Regions from separate parts of the Macaca mulatta genome. Here region 2 is linked to region 1. Evidence: chromatin contacts called from public Hi-C data. All regions are on one chromosome and are shown on one strand. Each heading gives the region's core, a stretch centred on a gene start, on an enhancer-like site or on the middle of the called end of the contact. The rest is flanking DNA. Distances are from core to core; before and after follow the strand shown.

The links. Hi-C and Micro-C count contacts between places; a contact is called where the count stands out from the background.
Region 2: a contact with region 1 is called in a Hi-C map of blood, with 6 times the contacts expected there. The contact joins the promoter of TTLL5 here to the promoter of FLVCR2 in region 1. A contact is called at or near these places in 5 of 14 Hi-C or Micro-C datasets (CD4 T cells, blood, cortical neurons and 2 more).

The regions. Positions count from the first base shown.
Region 1 is chr7:148,785,303-148,789,381 of T2T-MMU8v2.0, forward strand. It overlaps FLVCR2 (FLVCR heme transporter 2), which reads left to right and starts at 1,683. Exons shown (of 9, transcript XM_028851701.2): 1 at 1,683-2,786. The coding sequence starts at 2,136.
Region 2 is chr7:148,868,612-148,872,690 of T2T-MMU8v2.0, forward strand. It overlaps TTLL5 (tubulin tyrosine ligase like 5), which reads left to right and starts at 1,962. Exons shown (of 34, transcript XR_013396464.1): 1 at 1,962-2,129; 2 at 3,761-3,931. ERG28 (ergosterol biosynthesis 28 homolog) reads right to left here and starts at 1,938. Exons shown (of 5, transcript NM_001194135.3): 1 at 1,529-1,938.

The DNA of each region.
Region 1 (4,079 bases), core at 433-2,932:
TGTTCAGGTCGGTGGAGCTTGAGACATGCAGATGTTCAGGTCGGTGGAGCTTGAGACATGCAGATGTTCAGGTCGGTGGAGCTTAAGACATGCAGATGTTCAGGTCCACCCTCGGAGATCTCTATCGGGGGTGTTGCCCAAACACTTGGAATATTAAGAGTTTCTTCATATGATTCTAATGTGCAGACAAAATGCAGAGCCACCTCCCAGAGCTTCAAGTTACTCATTTTCTGGTCTGAAGTTTAACAAAGAAAAAAAAAAAAAAAAAAAAGGAAGCAGTGATGCCCAGTAGCCCTCAAAATTCACTGCAAACAAATGAATCTCCTGGGCGTCTTGTTAAAATGCAGCTTTCAATTCAGTGGGTCTAGGTTGGGCCTGGCATCCTTCTTGGTTCTTTTGTTGTTGTTTTGTTTTTTAAGACCTTAACACTGGAGGGGATTCTGCCCTTCTAAAAAGCTCCCACAGGGTGCCCACACTGCTATCCACAGACCGTGCCTGAATAGCTAGGCTACAGCTTGAATGATTATAGACTTGAATGAGAATTATGGCTCTTCTTACCAGCTGGGACCTTCAGGAAGAAGTTATTTCACTTCTTGGAGTCTCGGTTTTCTTATCTATAAAATGCAGGCCAGCAATAGCAACTTTATCACAGAATTCTTGTGATGCATAAATGAGATAGTGCATTCAATTTGTTTAGCACTGTACAACAAATGTTAGCTTTTTGCTAGGATAGCCAGCACTCACGGAATGCTTACTATGTGGCAGGAATTTTCTAAATGTGTTCATGTATTAACTCATTCAAGTCTCAAAACAACACGGTGAGGTAGGTACTATTATTTCATCATTCCCATTTACAGATGAAGAAACTGAAGCACAGAGAGGTGGAGTTCCTTGATCTACAGTGACACCTCGTTGTAGCTAAGCTGCTGTTTGAACTCAGGGAGAATTTGGGCTCCTTACCAGGATCCCTCGCCAAGAATAGGATCAGTGCAGCGAGTCGAGGGTTTGCCCTTTGAAATGGGCTGGGACCGGCAGGTGGCAGACTAGCGCTGCTTGAGGTCAAAGACCGCTTCCAAGACCAAGCCCGGAGCCAGCTCTGCGCTAAGCGTTCCATCACACAACCGCGGACAGCTTCTTCAAACTCCCCTTTCCCTCCCCGCCACCCTAGGGTCTTCGCCCAGAATCCATCAGGAAATAATAGCCCCACATAACAGGTTCAAATGTAACCTCCCCAAGACAAAACCACGTCCGCAGGGAAAGAAGCGAGTAAAGCGAGTTTTCTGCAACTGCCCTTTAACCCAGAAGCGCAACCAGCCCGGGAATCTACAAATCTTTCTTTAGTTCAGCAAGGGGCTGGGAGCCTAAGCCAAGGGGAAGAAAGTTAGGGAATCTCTCTTGAATTCCCCAGGACACTTAGGTGGCCCCCGGCTTTGGTGCACGCGCGCAGGGCATGCGGACAGGCACTGGGGATGCTCTATTTTGCGGATTACCTCGGAAAGGCGGATATTCTTGCAGGGTCCACTGACAGCGGGTGGCAAATGAATTTGAGGGACAGTGCAAGGGGTGGGGGTTAACCGGGCGGTTTCCATGGCGCCCGGGGCGTGGGGGAGGAATGCATCCCGCAAGCTGTGGCGAAACAACTGCGCTGCCCGGCGGACCGGGCTCGAGAAGGCAAGAGACACCGGGTGGGGGGTGGAGTTGTGGGGGGTGGAGGAAACCAGCCAGGACGGGGGCGGGGCGGTCACGTGTGCCCGACGGGGCGAGGCCCCAAGCTGGCCCCGGAGAGGACTCTGCGGGCGAAGTGGCTGCGCAAGGAGAGAACTTTTCCTGCACAAGGAACGCCTTGTGGGGAGACCCAAGGCAGGAGCGGTCCGGAGCCGGCTGCAGCGTGTGCGGCCGGCCTTGGGACAACGATCGCCGCGGGTGGGAACAGACAGCCCCAAGCAAAAGTGGGAGGAGGAGCTTGGGGGTGAGCACACGAAGCCCCACTTGAGGCTTTTACGCAGCCTTGAGTCTCTGTTTCTTCTGGAATAGGCAAGTGTTCTTTCAACTCTAAGAGACCAGCGGAAGCCACTATCCCTTAAGACTGCCGGAGTCCTCACCACTTCTCCGGGATTCCAGAGGAGACTGTGGTCATGGTGAATGAAGGTCCCAGCCAGGAAGAGCGCGATGACACCCCTGCGCCGGAGTCCGCACTCCAAGCGGACCCCAGCGTCTCGGTCCATCCCAGCGTCTCCATCAACCCCAGCGTCTCTGTCCACCCCAGCAGTTCGGCCCACCCCAGTGCCTTAGCCCAACCCAGTGGCTTGGCTCACCCCAGTAGCTCGGGCCCTGAGGACCTCAGCGTGATCAAGGTGAGCAGGCGCCGTTGGGCCGTGGTCCTGGTGTTTAGCTGCTACTCCATGTGCAACGCCTTTCAGTGGATCCAGTACGGCTCCATCAATAACATCTTCATGCACTTCTACGGTGTCAGTGCCTTTGCCATCGACTGGCTGTCCATGTGCTACATGCTGACCTACATCCCTCTTCTCCTGCCAGTGGCTTGGCTGCTGGAGAAGTTCGGCCTCCGCACCATTGCCCTCACCGGCTCGGCTCTCAACTGCCTGGGGGCCTGGGTGAAGCTGGGCAGCCTGAAGCCACACCTCTTTCCAGTCACTGTGGTGGGCCAGGTCATCTGCTCCGTGGCCCAGGTTTTCATCCTGGGCATGCCCTCCCGCATCGCTTCTGTCTGGTTTGGGGCTAATGAGGTTTCAACAGCCTGCTCGGTGGCTGTCTTTGGCAATCAGGTAGGTAGAAGAGTTTGTGAATGTTCCCAGGGGTGTGTGTTAGATTGCACCTAACTATTGGGTATGGGAGGCTGTAATTTGCTGATTGTCCAACAGTGTTTGTGACTCTGGGTGACAGTGACTGGGTGTGACAGGCAGTGATTGTGATGCTGTAAGAGAGGCGGGAAACAAAAGCAGGGGGACCTGCTCTTTCAGCTTTTCATCACAGTTGCTCTTGCCCCAGCCGAAAGCATGCTTCTAGAACATACTATACCTTTGCTGTGTCATTCCTGAACCTGTGTCAGTCCACCAACTTAGACCTGTAACTTCAGGAATGCTCTTCGCTCTCTGGCAGCAGCCCCTGGGCATCAGACTATTCTGGTGTCATCAGAACTTGGCAGTGTTTTCAGTTGGACCAACCAGCTTTCCTAGAGTGCAGTATCTCCTCTACTGCATAGAATTGCAAAGCCATGCCTGGTGGTGTTTGGCACTGTTTTTACCTTGTTTTATACACAGCTGAAGCCAGGACAGTGGGAACAGTGCTTTGTGCCAAACTCCTTGCCTGGGATTTGGAGCCAAGTCCAGCAGGATGGAGTAGAAATCTCACTCTGAATTTCCAAGGCCTAGAAAGGGTAGTTCATGTCTTAATCTTTTTCTCTTTCCTTCTTATTGGAAGGAGAAGCTCACATTCTTTGCATCTCAATGTGGTTATGATCCAGAAAGCTGGGCAGGTTGTAAACCTGAATGCCGTCTCCAAATACTCGAAACAAATATTTATGGGAATATTTAAAGCAAACGTCTTTCAGCCAGACCACTGCCTCCCAGTCTCACATCTTCCAAGCACGTACAGTCCTGGCTGTGTATTTAACAAAGGATTGGTAATCCTGTCTCACACGGTCCCTGTGAAGAGACCACTGAACAGGCTTTGTGTGAGCAACCAGGCTGTTTATTTCACCTGGGTGCAGGCAGGCTGAGTCTGAAAAAGGAGTCAGCAAAGGGTGGTGGATTACCATTAGTTCTTATAGGTCTTGGGATAGGCAGTGGAGTTAGGAGCAATGTTTTGTGGACAGGGAGTGGATCTCACAAAGTACATTCTCAAGGTTGGGAAGAATTACAAAGAACCTTCTTAAGGGTGGGGGAGATTACAAAGTACATTGATCAGTTAGGGTGGGGCAGAAACAAATTACAATAGTGGAATGTCATCGGTTAAGGCTATTTTCACTTTTGTGGATCTTCAGTTGCTTTAGGCGATCTGGATGTATATATGCAGGTCACAGGGGATATGATGGCTTAGCTTGGGCTCAGAGGCCTGAC
Region 2 (4,079 bases), core at 712-3,211, 84 kb after region 1:
CAGTGCTACCTCACTGTTTGAGACTACTTTAATGAAGTTCCCATTTTTTGATTAAGAAAAGCATACCATATCCTCTTCTGTCTTCAAGTTGTATAGAAAATACAATTAGATTACATACTTTTTATTTTTTAATTTATTATTATTATTATTATTTTGAGACAGGGTCTTGCTCTGTCACACAGGCTGGAGTGCAGTGGCGTGGTCATGGCTCATTGCAGCCTCGAAATCAAAGGCTTAAGTGATCTTCCCACCTCAACCTCTCCACTTGGGCTCAAGTGATCCACTCACCTTGGCCTCGCCTCCCAAAGTGCTGGGATTACAGGTGTGAGCTACAGCACCCAGACTTTTATTTTTTTAAGGCTTAGATCAACTCTTGTTGAGTAGTAATTTCAGTTAGTCTGATTTAAATAAAACCAAAATAGATAAATAATCTAATAATGGAATGGCTTTTTCCCATCCTCATCACTATTTTCTCAGTCTATGGTTTATCTGTTGTCAGGTTAACCTCTTGGGCCTGAAGTGGTAATAAACTAACAGGCTTTCTTTGTCACTTTGGCAATATAAATTTCGGTATTGTTCTATGCTACCCAGTGAGATAGATATTAAAGTCAGCAATGGTCCAAGACAGTGTGAAACACCCTCCCCCCCCCAAAAAAAAAAGCAATAAAGAGATCTAGAGAAGGAAGGGTGAATTGATGAACCCTTCAGGGAGAGCTGATCACAAAGGTGGTCTCTGTCAGAGACTGAGAGTCTACTGGATATCATAGGCCATTATCACTTGGGCCAAGATCCACCTATCCTCTTTATTTTCTCACCCTCTCTCAAGAGGAGACTCCTCCGGGGTTTAGAAAAGCTGCATGAATGCACCTCTCCACTTTTCTGCACAAGTACGCCTTCCATTTCACAGAAGCTCTTAGGAATCCCAACAGATAGCTGATGAGGACAGAACCTGAGTACTTCTGAATTGCTCTGCCAATTTCTCAACCTAATTTCCCTAAAGCTTTAGGGCCTCCTAGAGTGTATATAACATCTATTTCCAAATTTTGTCCTGGCCCTGGCCCAGCCCAGCCAAGCCCAACCCAGCCCAGCCCAGCATAGGTGTGCTGTTAAAACTTAATCAGGAGAGAGGGATTCTTATCTTGGCCCTACCACTTAGTAGCTGTGTGACCCTGGGCAAGTCATTTACACTTTTCAGTCTCGGTTTCCTCATCTGCAAAATGGAGATAGAAATATCAACCCGAAGGGTTATTGTAAGAATCATATGAGAAAAAGTGAAGGCTCTTTGTACAGTGCTAGGCTTATAGTGGCTGCTCATTCGCTCATCCATTCCTTCTTTCCTTGAATTCACCAGCCTTCTCCATCTTCCTAGCTCCCCCTTGTCATCGCCTCTCGAACCCTTTTCCCCCCAAAAGGTTGCCTTCCAGGTATCTTCCTTCCATCTCACCTCTATTTTTCCAGATTCTCCGATCCTCTCAATCAGAAGCAACACAGACACCTACATCCCTCTTCTCCCCCATATTCTCCTTACCTGGCGACCGGACCCCCAGCACAGCAGTGGCAGCAGCAGCCGCCGCAAACAAGCTCCCCCAGGACAGCTCCAGCCCGGAGTCCACCTGAGCCATTTGTCCCCACCCCCTCCCTCAGCCCTGCTCCAGGATTGGGTCGTTTCCTTTAGTCCTCTCTCTGATTGGCTGTCCTGGTTTTGCCCGAGCAGGAGATGGGGAGTGAACCCCTTTACTGCCAATCAGCGGTTGCCGCTGCCTAAGCCTCTCCCCAGGTACGCCGCTCACGCCGTAAACCCTCCTGTTGGACCTAGCGGAACTCCGGGTTTGGAGTCAACCTCTTAGGGGCGGAGAAAAAAACAGCGGAAAAAAAAAAAAAAGACTTTCTGCTGAGGGCAGGGCTCTGCGCCCGCGCTTCGCGGCGGTGACGACATTCGCCCGCGTCCGCAGCTGAGCGTTATCAGCGCCTGCGCAGTGGCTCCCAGCGGGCGGTTGCTTGTTGGTTGTTGTAGTAACCGGGGAAGCGCCGTCGGCGGCTGCCCTGAGCCTTGCTGGGGAAGGAAGAGGGAGGTAGGCGCAGAGCGCGGTCCACGCCTACTCGCCCCGAACCATGGGAAGATGAGACAGGTAAAAGCCTGCGCCAGCGCGCATCCCTACCCTAGGGAGGAGCGTTCCCGGGTCCAGGCTGCAGCTGGCCGCCGCACTTCCCGCTCAGAGCCGGGGAGTAGCTGTTGGCTTCCGGGCGCGCCGCGTTGATTCGCGGCAGCCGAGTGGTCCTGTCCTTTCCGGGGGGAGCATCTGCGGACCTCCGTGGAATTGGGGTGAGCTGGGGTTGGGGCTGAGAAGCAGATTCCTTTAGGGCGAGGAGTGTTCTTAGGCGAATGTCTTTAATCTTCCGATCGACCTGTTTCTCCCCGCTCTGCAGGCAGCCTAGGAAAGGTTGGCATCCCTTCCCGTTTAGAGGTTTTGTTTAAACTTAAAGGACTTCCCAACATTTTGGGAAAGATCAAGAAATCCCCCTTGAGAATCCCCTGAAGAAAGCCATTGAAGTCGTTAGACATTGCCCATTGCGCCGAAGATCATTATCGGGGTCGGTTTTTTTGTTTTTTGTCTGATTTACAGTCTCATCGTATTTATGAATGTATGGAAAAGTTAAGAAGGATTGACAGCAAGTAATTATCGCTGAGTAATGGGATTATGGTCATTTAAACATATTCCTTTTCTTTATTTGTAGTTCCTATTTCTTCTTCTGACACACAAAACGACCATGTACTTTTTACTTTGGAAAAAATATTTTAAGTTAGAAATGCAGTGTTGGAAATTTTCCAATTTTATTGTCTATTTGAGAGTCATATCAAAGTTTGTGATTTTTAGTAAGGAAGAATAATTTTTAAGAGTGGAAGGGCATTCCCCCCTCCCCCCCAACCATTTATATGGACCTTTGATTCAAGAGAATATATTCATCTTTCGGTTCATTGTTGAATTTATTTTACGGGAAACATGATGGCATCTTGTCAGAGTGCTTGTCATAGAGTCTAAATAAATATTTTCAAGGTTTTTTTTTTTTTTTGAGACGGAGTTTTCGCTCTTGTTGCCCAGGCTGGAGTGCAATGGCGCGATCTTGGCTTACTGCAACCTCCGCCTCCCGGGTTCAAGCGATTCTCCTGCCTAAGCCTCCCGAGTATCTGGGATTACAGGAATGAGCCAACACACCTGGCTAATTTTTTTTTTTTTTTTTTTTAGTAAAGATGGGGTTTCTCCATGTTGGTCAGGCCGGTCTCGAACTCCCAACCTGAGGTGATCCGCCCGCCTTGGCCTCCCAAAGTGCTGGGATTACAGGTGTGATCCACCCTGCCCGACCTGCAAGGGTCTTAAACCTTGAGTTTTTATTTATTTATTTTTAACCCAGGCCAGGTTTGTCTAGCAAGGAATATATGTTTTAGGGAATCAGTCACCTGCCTCAGACTGCCCTGAAAGTGAAGAGTCTATCCTTTTGGTGCATATTCGATTTAGTAAATAATGAGAAACTCAAACTTAGTAACAGCTCTTCAAATATATAGAGCACAGACAGTATGTTTGAAAAAAATCTTGACTTTTGTGGCATATCGAGGCACTGTTATGGAAGATAAACTTCTAGAGGTTGAGCACTATTGAGGAATATAGTCATTCTCATTACTTAGATTACCAGCAATAACCGATAAATAGACAACTGCATTGTGTTTCAGGTCAGTCGATCTGATCAAGTTGATTTCTTGCAGGAATTTGTGCCATCCAAATTAGGCTTGATCCAGTGAATCTGCTAGGAAAGGTCTCTGAGGCCCCCGTCTGCTGACTGCATGACAAACCCTAAAGGAAATGCCAGTCGTGATGGCCCGGGACCTGGAGGAAACAGCATCATCCTCAGAGGATGAGGAGGTCATAAGTCAAGAGTAAGTAATAGCAAGCCTGCTTTTGACCTGTGCTTTATACTCTTTTACTTGTATACTCTTATATACTCTTCTCTTTTACCTATATACTCTTTTATCTAGTGTCATTCCTTGGGGATTATCTAACTCCGGTTTTAGCTTCTATCCATAA